Regions from separate parts of the Rattus norvegicus genome. Here region 1 is linked to region 2. Evidence: chromatin contacts called from public Hi-C data. All regions are on one chromosome and are shown on one strand. The core of a region is the stretch at or near the end of the contact, and the rest is flanking DNA. Distances in the headings are between cores, read along the strand shown.

Evidence for each region. Hi-C and Micro-C count contacts between places; a contact is called where the count stands out from the background.
Region 1: a Hi-C map of liver shows a contact between it and region 2, with 2.3 times the contacts expected there. The contact joins the promoter of Arih1 here to the promoter of Adpgk in region 2. A contact is called at or near these places in 4 of 12 Hi-C or Micro-C datasets (frontal cortex, liver, mammary epithelial cells and 1 more).

What each region holds. Positions count from the first base shown.
Region 1 is chr8:68,772,726-68,778,967 of GRCr8, forward strand. Arih1 (ariadne RBR E3 ubiquitin protein ligase 1) reads right to left here and starts at 2,847. Exons shown (of 14, transcript NM_001013108.3): 1 at 2,208-2,847. The coding sequence starts at 2,576.
Region 2 is chr8:68,591,154-68,597,042 of GRCr8, forward strand. It overlaps Adpgk (ADP-dependent glucokinase), which reads left to right and starts at 4,119. Exons shown (of 7, transcript NM_001100723.1): 1 at 4,119-4,389. The coding sequence starts at 4,157.

The sequences.
Region 1 (6,242 bases), core at 1,597-4,096, 180 kb after region 2:
TTTCTAAATATGAACTTTCAACAAGAAATACATGTTCAGGTGTTCATAAATCCAGCCTCGGACTGGAGAGGTGGCTCAGCGGTTAAGAGCACTGACTGCTCTTCCAGAGGTCCTGAGTTCAATTCCCAGCAACCACATGGTGGCTCACAACCATCTGTAATGGGATCCGATGCACTCTTCTAGTGTGTGTACCTACAGTGTACTCATAAAAATAAAAATATATCTTAAAAAAAAAATCAGTCTTACTTATAAAGACTAGAATAATGAAGCAAGAAAATGTGGAAAAGTACTCCCCCCCCATCCCTGATTTTTACAGGTCTTAGTAGTTCATCAGCATTTATTCTTCTTTAAACCACAAATGATGTCATGCATATCTGCTACCTGACCTGGTAACTCAGATAAATCTAGGAACTGACAAAACTGGATGAGATTTAACTAAAGTAAAATACACATTTATAAGTCAGTTATTTCTGATAAATACCCTTGAGTTATTTATAATGCCAGTAAGCTAGGTGAGTTTAAAAACATCAGGTTTTATCTCACTGCGTGTAAATAAAAATAATTCAAGTTTTAACCGCAAATTCCTTGCTAATGCAATTCCTTTTTGTTTATTAAATAAAGGGAAGAAAGAAATCTGGATTATCTAAGGACTAGAGCAATGAAACTTAATCTGACTTCTACAATCCTTTCACTTATTTCCGAGGCACCATCATCTACATTGAAACTTGAGATTTCCACTACTAACAACACTAGATGAGATTTCCCATTTTTCCAAGTACATTCTTTAATGCCTAGATCTGCAAAACGGTGCTTAGTGGATGAGACCATACACATGTTAGCCATGGAAATTCAGCAAGTAGGCAGTGACACTGATAATCTGTCCATGAATATTAAGCTAACCAATTCTAATAAAGTTTAAAAGGAAGCAATGTGCTTGAAAACAAGAGTAACTTCTTGTTCCTATGTAGTTTCCTTCCATGTAACTACTGTTACAGTTAAAATGAATCAAGATTTCACTCTGATTTTTCATTTTGCAACACTGAGGGCTGAATGAATCTAGAGCCTCTAACTTTTGCTCTTCCACTGACCTGTATCCTCATCCCCCTTTTTACTCTATATTGAGACAGCGTCTCACCAAGTTGCCCAGGACAGCCTTGAGTTTACTCTGTAGTCCGGGTAGGACTTGAACTTGCCATCATCCATCTGCTTCAACCTCCTAAACAGCTGAAATTTCCGCCTTTCACCACAGGATCACGTGTCATCTTTACTTTCCAATCATCCCATTCGTAACTTTTCCCCCAAACGAATGGAAATTAATTTCCTAAAGCTCAAAAACTCTGATGTATATAGTGTTAAATGAGATGCAGTTACTGGCCTGAAGCAAGTTTTAACTGTCTATGCACAAAATAGAAACCTACAGAGAAAGGAGTTCAGAAGCTGGAATGCCTCTTTCTAATTCACAATAGAGTTTTGTCCAATTAGACAACACTGCGTTTTATTGTTGCTGAAGCTGCAAGAGTGGATAGGAAATCTGCAGTAACTATTCCAACAGCTTCCATCAAGTTACATGTTACCATCAAGTTACATGTTACCACTGGAAGTAGTAGCAGGCAGGTCCCAAACAGAAAATATGTCCCTCCCCTCCCCCTAAATGTAGGCATAAGTCTCAAAATCAGAAAATAAGGCCCATCAGCACCTCTTCCGAGAAATAGTTCCCTTCCCCCACCTTTAAGTAGCCACTTAAGACTGCCAAGGAGATCCATTTCTTTATTAGCCGGTGCCCACTTGGGGCAATCGTACACCAAAGCTGCTCTGAAGGGCCTGCCCTAATCCCATATGAAACTGCTCAAGAGACTCAAGGACTAGGATAAACCTTGCGAAAAGGGCCGGGGTCTTTCTGACACCTCTTCCATACTCACCACCTCACCCCGCTCTAGCCCGCCCCTGTATCCCATCCTCACTTCTGAGGAAAGGCACTCTGGCCGTAGTCATGCTGGAACGGCCGGCCATAGCCGCTCAGGCAGCCCCAGGCCTCCGCCATGCCAGGACTCCGGGAAGCACCGCCCAAGCGCACCTCCCGACCGGCCGGCAGGGCAGACAGGCCCGGGACCAGCCAGGCCCTGGCCTGCTCTTCCGCGCCGCACAGGCCGCCTGAGTCCGCTCCCCAAGCCGGCTCCAGGGCCAGATGGCGTGGCAGGGCCCCTCACCTGGATGACCTCGTTGACCTCCCGGATACATTCCACCATGTGCTGCAGGATCTGTTCGGCCGTGAGCACCTCGTAGCGGTAATCTTCCTCCTGCTCGTGCCCCGGGCCGCCGCCGCCACCGCCACCGCCGCCACCGCCTCCGGGACCCAGAGCGCTGCCGCCGCCGCCGCCAGTCTCCCCGCACAGCAGTCCGTCCCGCTCCCCGCCGACGCCCAGCCCGGGCTCCACCAGCTCCACCTCGCCGAGATCCAGGTTATCATCGTCCGGCTCATCCTCGTCGTCGTCCTCCTCCTCCTCGGCGCCGCTGTCCTCCTCGCTGCACTCCTCGTCCTCGTCGAACTCGTAGTTGTAGCCCTCGTCCGAGTCCATGGCGCGACGCGCGCGGGCCTGGCAGACGCTGGCCGCGGCGCGGAGAGGGCGGGGACGCCGAGGCCCCGGCTCTCGCTCCGGCTCCGGCTGCTGTCCGGACGCAGGCCTGGTTCCGGCCCCGTGGGCCGCGGCTGCTCCCCGGGTGCGGCGGTTGGAGGCGGGCGGCGGCGGCGGCCGGGAGGGCGCGGAGCAGAGCGGGAGGGAGCGCGGGGGCCGCTTACTGCCGGCCTCAATCAGACGCCGCTCCGCTCCGGGCTCGGACGGAAAACAGTCCCCAGCGCCACCTCCGCGGCCGCTGCTACCGCTACTGAGCCAACAAAGGGGCGTGCGTCACCGCGCCGTGCTGCGTCATCGCGTCGGTCCTCTGTACGTCACCGCGCCACGCCCCTTGGCCCCTGCGTAGTAATTGAGGAGACCCCACGGCCCGGCCTGAGGAGGACGGGAGTGCGGCGGCGCGGCGGTGGCCAGTCTAGACTGAGAAGCTGTAGGTCCTTGACGTGAGGAGGCTGAGGCCTTCCGGTCGTGGGGAGGAGTCCGGGGAGCGGCCAAGCGGTGGTTTTCGTGGCGGACCTTCCTCGCTTCCGGGCCTCGCAGACACTTCTGACACGCCCCGGCTAGTTCCGGGAAGCCGGCAGCTGCTCAGCTAAAATTCCGGTTTCCCGAGTAACTGCCTGGAAGGTGGTAATACGCGGAACCTCCAAATCGTGTGACAGGTAGTCAGAGTGTTGCTGTCCACTCGTGTGGATCTACAGAGGTTCTCGGGTCCCCGTGAGGTGACGTCATCGTAAAGAGACGGTTCCTGAACTCATCTTGACTAGTGCTTCTTGAGGGTCCAAAACATGTCAACAGTCATGTTCCTCAATTGATTACTAAAGGCCATCAATTCCTCAATGGATCACTAAGGGCCTTCCATAGTTTAGCGCTCCTTTTCACTGAGTCCTAGTACCCAGGTTATAGCTGAGGCACTTGAGGCTCTAAAAATCGAAGTGTATACCTTGTGGTGGCATACACTTGTCCAGCATGCATAAAGACCCCAGTTTCAGCCCCCAGCAGTGGAGCAAAGAGGCTTTCTGATACATAATATGTCTTACATTGCATGAAAATTACAGTAATAATTCTAGGAAACAATATAGGCAAACCACATCGACAAAGACCAAATATAGCAGTACTGCTTATTTGGAAGTAGTGCAGAAGTAAGCTGTGTTGATGGATGGCTACTTCAACAAAGGAGGAAAGGAAGATGGCCTTGTCTCAACACAAAGTTCACGGTAGTTACAAAACTGAAACTTAAAACTTAAATCAGTAAATGAAATATTGGGCAAATTAGAGGTCATGACAAAGCACTTTATGCCTTTCCAAGGCTGGGTTTATCTTCTTTTATTTGCTTTGGACTTAATACCTTGAAAATAGGACAGGAGAGCCAAGAAAGTGTTTTGAAGGAAGAGAGGCATAAGAACCTCCCTCTTCCAGTAACTTGAAAGACTGGCCAGTCTGAAAATCTTTTAAAAGCTGAATCCTTAATAGATACAGTGCTTAAGATATAGATTCTGTTAAAAAAAAAACTTTGAAAAGTGGAAAATATAAAGATACATATTGGTTTGTCTATTTTGTTCTCAAATGATCAATTTATTTTCTACATATAATTACTGAGTTGAGGGCATGGCAAGTGTAGGTCAGAAGACAACTCATTCTTTTCACTGTGTGGACTCCAGGAGTTGGGGTAAAGTTATCAGGCTACATGGAAAGTGCTTTTCTGTAACTGCTGAGCCTTTTCTTTTGTTTTGTTTCGTTTTGTTTTGTTTTTGAGATAGGGTCTCATGTGACCCTTAATTCCTGACCCTCCTGACCCTCCTGCCTCTGTCTCCCAAATGCTAAAATTTGAGACATGCACCACCATGCCCAGCTCAAATCAAAGCACTTAACATCAGCTCTAGGTTATCTTTGTCCTTTGAGTCATTGTGTTTCTATTTAGCAATTATAAGTTATTGCCACAACTGAGACAAGCCATAGACACAAACACCCTTTGTTCTTCCCCATCCCTGTTGGGTTATACCTGTGGAAGTAATTCAAGAATATCTGTGTATTCGTTAATTCACTATTTCTCTTATTGTTGTGACAAAATAACAGACAAAGCAGGTTAAGGGAGGAGGGGATCAATGCTCACATTTTGAGGACAAGATCTATCCTGGCAAGGAAGCATGATGACAAAAGTATGAGGCAGTTGTCACATTGTATCAGCAGTCAGAAAGCAGAGAGAGAGGTGAACAATGATTTTTACATCACTTTCTTATTATCATTAAGCCTAGGAGTCCACATATAGAATGGATCTCCCACCTCAGTTATTGGATCTACAAAGTCATAAAACTGCCCAGAGATTTATCTCTTGAGTAATTCTGGGGTCATCAGGTTGATATTAACCATAACAATTTCAAGGCTCTAAAAACCCTTTGCATCATCTTCCTTTAGGTTCTTCCTTTAGGCTAATGCATAGCAATGTGCATTCTCTTACTAAGTTTCAATCACAAAGGCAGCTGAACCCTAAATACTACTACTGAATACTACTATTAAATTTTAAATTTTGTTCTCATAATATGACTTCTTTCATACCTTAACTAGTTTCCTCGAACCTCCAACCCAGTAGTGTGGGTGGTAGTTCATCTCTATAATATTAAAAACTCTGAAGACTGAAGATTCAGGTTTGAAGCCACCCAAGTTAGGCTCCATGAGGAGACCATGTTTCAAACAAAAACTACCAGCAACAAAATTCACTCCAAATTTGCCTTTTCTAGTCTTCTCAAGTGCATGAATTTTAAGTTATAGTAAAATTTGAAAACATCTGAACCATGTTTAAAATTTTGGTATTTGAAAATATCATTACTGAAATTTGCTGAGCAGCTAGATACTATTAAAGGATAAAACCTGAGAAGGCAGATGAGGCAGGGGTCAGAGGGGAATCATGAGCTATCCTAAGAAGTTTACATTAGGGCAGTGGGAAGTTTGAAAGGGTTTCAAGCAGAAGAATAAAACAATATGATCCTTGTTCTCAAAAAGATAGCTGGGGGGCTGGAGAGATGGCTCAGTGGTTAAGAGCACTGACTGCTCTTCCAGAGGTCCTGAGTTCAATTCCCAGCAATCACATGGTGGCTCACAACCATCTGTAAAGGGATCTGATGCCCTCTTCCGGTGTGTCTGAAGACAGCTCAGTGTACTCATGTAATAAATAAATAAGTCTTTTTTTAAAAAAAAAGATAGCAGGGTACTTCGTAGAGCATGGGCTCCAGTGACAACTGCTAACTATGAAACCACCTCAGAAATCCAGGGGGAGAAGAATAACAGCTTGAATTTGCTTAAAGCACTAGAGATATGAGTGATTAAATCTGGGTGTGATTTGAAAGTAGTCCCCACATGTTGAGTGATGGGAGCACCAGCATACTCCATTTCTGACTACAGACACGGTGCCCAGCCCCTTTCAATCATGGCACTCCCTGCTGTGCTAACATTGTATCTATTCAAACTCTAAGTAAAAAAAAAAAAACAAACATTTTTTCCATGAAGCTGATCTTGTCAGCTATTATTTGTCACAGCAACAAGAAAAGTGCTGTAGAAAATTGGTACCAAGATACTGTGATAAGCCTGACCATGTGGTTCTTGAACTTTCTAAATTGG
Region 2 (5,889 bases), core at 2,869-5,368:
CGTGGTCTGTAAACAAACCCAGGAAGCCGGGAGAGATCTCTGCATGAAGCAGGCAGGAAAGTGAAGGATCGTGGCCCAGCAGAAGCCCTTTCCAATTAGCAAAGCTTTAGCTAGAGTGGAAAGTACAGACCTAAAGGACCAGAGGAGGCCACCATAGACTGCATAGATCCGTAAGAGCCACCAGGAAAGGTTTTAGAGTCTCGCTTCCCCCATATGACAGAACCCCAGGGAGCATTGGCCCCTCCAGCGCAGCAGGGCTGCACCAGTGGTTCACCCATGAGGTAGTCTTTTTCTCTCTTGTTCCCTACTATTTTGTTTCCACTCTGGCATGTACATTGCAAAGTGCTTTTGGGTTTGTTTGTATAGGTTTCCTACAAGGTTTCAGGTTCATTCGAAGCCATGCAAGGCTGTGAATGTTTCTCAGTTTACCATAGTCTCCGGCACACCTCAAATGCTCCTTTTATTTCTGTCTTTCCCCCTTTTCTGTAATCCTTACCCAGTCCTTTTCTTCTCTCTCTTTCCTTTGTTTCTTTGTTTGATTCTTTGTTTCTTTGTTTGATTCTTTGTTTCTTTGTATGTTTGCTTGTTTGTTTTTTTTTAACTTATCAAGGGTCCAATTGTCTTTGCCTCCCAAGTGCTGGGGTTAAAGGAATGTGCCACCGTGCCTGAATTCCTTTTTTAAAAAAAAGTATGTGTAACTGTGTGTAAGTGCTTGGAGTGGAGGGGTATGTGTGTGCAAGTGCTGGTACACTAAGAGACCAAAGACGTAGGATCCACCCCTGAAGGTGGATGTATAGGAGTTGTGAACCACTTAACATGGATGCTGAGAACCAAACTCAGATTGCTTGCCGAAGGGGAAAAAGGCCAACAGTTAGGCTAACTTTCCCTTTCTTTCCAAACCACTGTATTACAGAAATAGAAACCACATCCCTGCAACATCTGCTATCTGGTTGCCAACAGGCCTGGTTTCCACACCTTCAGAGGACAGAGTCTGTGAGCTTGAAGGGCCTTGGCTGGCAGTCTGATAGGAAAATTGAGATGTCAAGGGAACACTGTGTAGAAGTCCCTGGGCTCCCAAAAGACAGACATCCCAACAGCTTCAGCCTCCTGCTCTCCAGGCTCAGCACTTCCCCTTCAACGTAGTTCAGCCCAAAGGAAAGTCCTGGGCCAGTGCCTCACCTCCCAAAATGAGAAGATGCCATTCCAGGCAGGGTACTCCTGTTACCACCAAGGAACATCCCTTACCCTTCACCTGTCTCTGCTGCTGACAGTCTAGCTATGCCCCTGCCTCAGCTCATCTCCTGAGCCCTTCCAGGGCTCTATTAGTGCCAGACAGAGAGGAGGGCGCCCATTGATCAGAATATAAACCTTTTTCTTGAAGGTCTTGAGATCTTTTTTTCCCCATCTTGTCTCTTTGGAGTTTTTTTAAATAACCTTTAAAGTTCTGCTCTAATCTGTGGCTGGCAGGGTGCCTGGCATCAACAAACACCTGATTAGAGGATAGTTTTTAGAAAGCAGCTTGGATGAAGCCCCAGAGATCCTGAGCTGTGGAAAAGGTTAACCCAGCCAACATGGGGGCCTTTTGCTCCAAAATAGAAGCAGACTTGAAACCTTTCAGATCCTGGGGTGATGTGGTGTTCTGTTTACATCCAAGGTGTGCCTTCTGGCCTTCTGGGCCAGGGTCTTGGGTGGAACACCTGGGGCCTATGCTCCTATGCTGCTCTCTGAATTCTCTGGCATGAAATTTCTCTCTCTCTCTCTCTCTCTCTCTCTCTCTCTCTCTCTCTCTCTCTCATTTTAAGGTCCTGGGAGAGAGAACCAATAGCAAAGGCCATATCTGGAAGTAATTTGGGTTGGGGGAGGGGTGATCATGAGGCTCCCTCAGGTTTTTTTGTTTTTGTTTTTGTTTTTGCTCAGCTCAGGCAGTAAAGCCTTGTCTGCTTATTCAGTACTACTTGGTATAATTTGTCCTCTAGAAAAGCCACTGGCTAGCAAAACATTCCAGATGCCAAACAGATAATCTGAAATGACTTGTCATTCACTAAGGAAATATTTCAAGAGGGACTGTAGTTCCCTGAGCCCTGATAAAATGGGAGAGGAAATCAAGGCTGCTGGGACTGTGTAGGTGGTTAGAGGGCTCTGTGGAGTGTTGCTGGTGTCTGCCCTTCAGCTCCAGGAGCTCTGGATTTCTTAATTTGCAGCTGGAATTGAGGCCAACTCTCATCTCCTTATCTGCTCCAGTACAAACTCACATTGACTGACCCAATCAGGAAGAGGCCCAGATCATCCCCCGCAAAACTACCAGATGAGATCCTGCTTGTTAGCCCAGCCCACAGTGTCACACATACCACATCTGGACTTTTACATGAGAAATAAACTTCGATTTTACTCCAGCTCTTGTCAGTTAGCCTCTGAGACTAAACAACAGAAGTTTTTGCAAGCCTGGAAAGAAGAATCGGGTGCAAAGTTCTGGAAACCCAGCAGCTTTCCAAGGGACCACCACGCTGGTGGGGAGCCTTCCCCTCGGCCTCTCAGTGTGTGTTGTTCAGCTTCCTCTGCTCTTCCCAAAACTGATCTTGGGAACTTATATTTAATGGGCTCTAGCCAACCTTCAACCAGTGACTTTGCCAGTCAATCTCCCAAATCAATTAATCACCCGGTGTATTGGTTCTCAGTACACAGGGGCTAAAAAATGCTATTCATTTGGTAAAGCGCCTGTCTAGAAGGCACAGACCTCCCCTTCCTCACTGAGCACCAGGTACAGAGATACAGGTTTGTAATTCCAGGAGGTAATGAAGAGGTAGAGGCAAGAGGATCAGAAGTTCAAAGTCATCCTTGACAACGCAGTAAGCTTGAGGCTAGTCTGGGCTACACAAGACCCTATTTAATAAATACATAGGAGAATAAGCAAACTAGTAAACAGTCTCTGGCTGGTCAGTGGATCTATTGTTTTGAAAATGGAGGATGGTGCGGTCACTTTGGGTGGCAGGGAGACTTAACAGCTGAGGGCCATGACAGAAACCTTTTCTCTGGAATATCTTGGCATGGACACTCGGGGGATGGAGGTGATAATGTCCAAGATCAAAGCTAGGGAAATACATTTCTATTAACAAGTCCAAAAATCATAGACACCATAGAAATTTGGTCAGGCGCTAGCAGAACTAGAACAATCCAGGCCAGCAGATGAGGCTGAGAATGAACTGGACATCAAGCCTAGCTTCCCTGACTCTTAATCTACCCTCCCACACAGAAATGTCACACCAAAGAAGACAGCGCTGGATTCCTGTAGTATCACCGAGAACACGAAACCCAGGACTTTTTTTTTTTTTTTTTAAACTGGAGTCTATAGTCCCTCCATATTGTACACGATTGTATCCCTTTACGGCTTATTCTGAGGTTGTTAAAAGGAACAGCACCTCCGAAAGGGTTATCTAAGAGGTCTGAGTGTTGAATCTGATCTCTAGATTGAACAAGATCGCTTCCATCTCAGCGGAAGCCTTTGAGTAGCTGAAAACCTCAAGAGGTGGAATCCCCTGGCCCAGAACCACTAGTGTCTGAGCTGATTCCTCCCACGGGAAGCCCTTCCCAGCGTCTCTCTCTTAATCCGTCCCTCCGCCTAGCCAATGCATCAGACTCTGAAAGGAACCGGCGTTGTAAAACCATGGAGAGGAAACACTAGCGGAGGGACGGATTAAGAGAGAACAGCGTGGCTCGTGTTAATGGGAGACCAACTGACTCTTACGTAAATCGCGAGGTTTGCCTGCTTCTTCGGTATCTGCAAGCCTTATCTTACTAGGGAAGTAAACGTATTTCCCCCCACTCTATCTTGGACTGCAGGTGAAAATCGGGAAGACGTGCAAGGATTGGGGCCACACTGCTGCCTTTGTCCATCCAGGGTCAGAACCGCACAACAACTCCGCCCAGCGCCGGCGCCAAGAAGTGAAGTGAGTGAATCTCCAATGCCCGCCCCCTTGTCTAGCCCACCTATAACTCCACCCATAACTGGGGCAACAGTTCAGTAGCTCCGCCCATCGGGAGGAAGAGCCTGTGGCGCGCGGGTGTGACGTTCCGCGCGTGTACGTCAGCACGCGCCCAGCTGGGAGGAGGCGCGAGCCGAGAAAGGATCTCGTAGTCTCCAGTGCGGCAGTGTGTCCACATGGCGCTGTGGCGCGGCTCTGCGTGCGCCGGCTTCCTGGCGCTGGCCGTGGGCTGCGTGTTTCTGCTGGAGCCGGAGCTGCCGGGCACAGCGCTACGCTCGCTCTGGAGCTCGCTGAGGCTGGGGCCCGCGCCAGTGCCCCCGGGATCTCTGTCCCCAGAGAGCCGGCTGGCGGCCGCTTGGGATGCCCTCATCGTGCAGCCCGCCCGGCGCTGGCGCCGCGTGGCTGTGGGGTGAGTGCCTGCGGGGCCTGTCTGTGGCTCTGGGCCTCCCCGGGAAGTGGGCGCGCTCCGGGGTCCGCCCGGGACTCGGTGGTGTCCGGGTTGCCCTCTTGGCGGAAAGTGTCGGACGTGTGAGACGAACCTTTTTCGTCATCGCTGCAGGGATAGTCAGCATATTTACTCTCGACTCGCCCTGCTCTTCTCTTGTCGGTGTAAAACCAATCAGCTCTCATAGCCTCTTAAATACAACTCAACCTGTCAGTTGTATTTTTTGAGGTTTCTCCGTTGTCCTGTCTTTCAGCCCTTACTGCCAACTGTTCTCAGGTGGTCACGACGTTTGGGCTTTCCTATTTTTCTAGTACCCTTCCTAATGTACTTAAAGCTGAATGTTTCTGTCTCTAGCTGTTGACTTTATTTCTTTACGTCATCCAGTCTGAAGACAACTCTACAAAAACTACGCCTTTTCAAATTCAACATTTTTTTTGTTAAGGTTTCATTATCAGCTCTCTGCGCCTTTCGAGTTTAGCACGCCCTTCTCGAAACTATTTTCTTCCCCATACTAAGTGGTGGTTCATATTTTTAAGGCTCTCTCAAATCACAAATACTCCTTTCTTTGTGAAACTCACAGAAATGTAGTTATTTTTTTACACTAACCTCAGTCCCTCTTTCAGTTAGGCTTGATTTTCTTGTCAAGGACACCATGCATCAGCAAAATTTTTTGTGATGTTTTTCTTTAGGTTGGAGTTGGTTGGTTGGTTTTTTTGGTGGGTTGTTTTCGTTTGGTTTTTATGTTATTGTTGCTGTTTCTTTTTTTGAACTACAGCCTCCTTGGCTGGTCTGGAACATAAGGAGATCAAGAATGGCCTCAAGCTTAGATCTGCCTGCCCCTGCTTCATATGCTGGTGTTACATGCACAAGAGGCCTGTGCAAAAACACACCAGTCAGATATTCTTTTTTGTTCGAATGTTGTAGCTAGGTGGAGTAAAGCAAAGTTGACCTGAGTCAATGAAATAATCATATTTACCCAATATATTATGTTAGCTTATATTCAAACACAATACAAACCTATGCATTGTGTATCTCTTAACTCTTTAAAGTTCAGTCTCTTTGCCTACCTCATATCAGATTCTCCTCCTCTTTTCTTCCTTCTCTTCCTCCAACCCCCCTCTTCTTCGTGTATGTGTTTTTTCCATGCAGTACCTGTAAAGACCCCCCTCCTCCCTGGAACTGCAATTGTGGACAATTGTGAGGTGCTACAGGGGTGCTGGGATTCAAACCTGGGTCCTCTTCAGGAGGACCTGCTCTTAACCATAGCACCATTTCTCTAGCCTTCATTATCAAAGTCTTATTTTAAGATTTAGAATTTTTAAACTTTATTTGTGTGGGAGTGGGTGTGTTCACGTAAACGCAGGTCCCCTTGGAGGCCAGAAAAGAGTCTTGGATCCCCTAGAGCCAAGTTACATGTGGTTGTGAGTTACCCAAACTTGTGCTAGGAAATGAACTCTGTCCTCT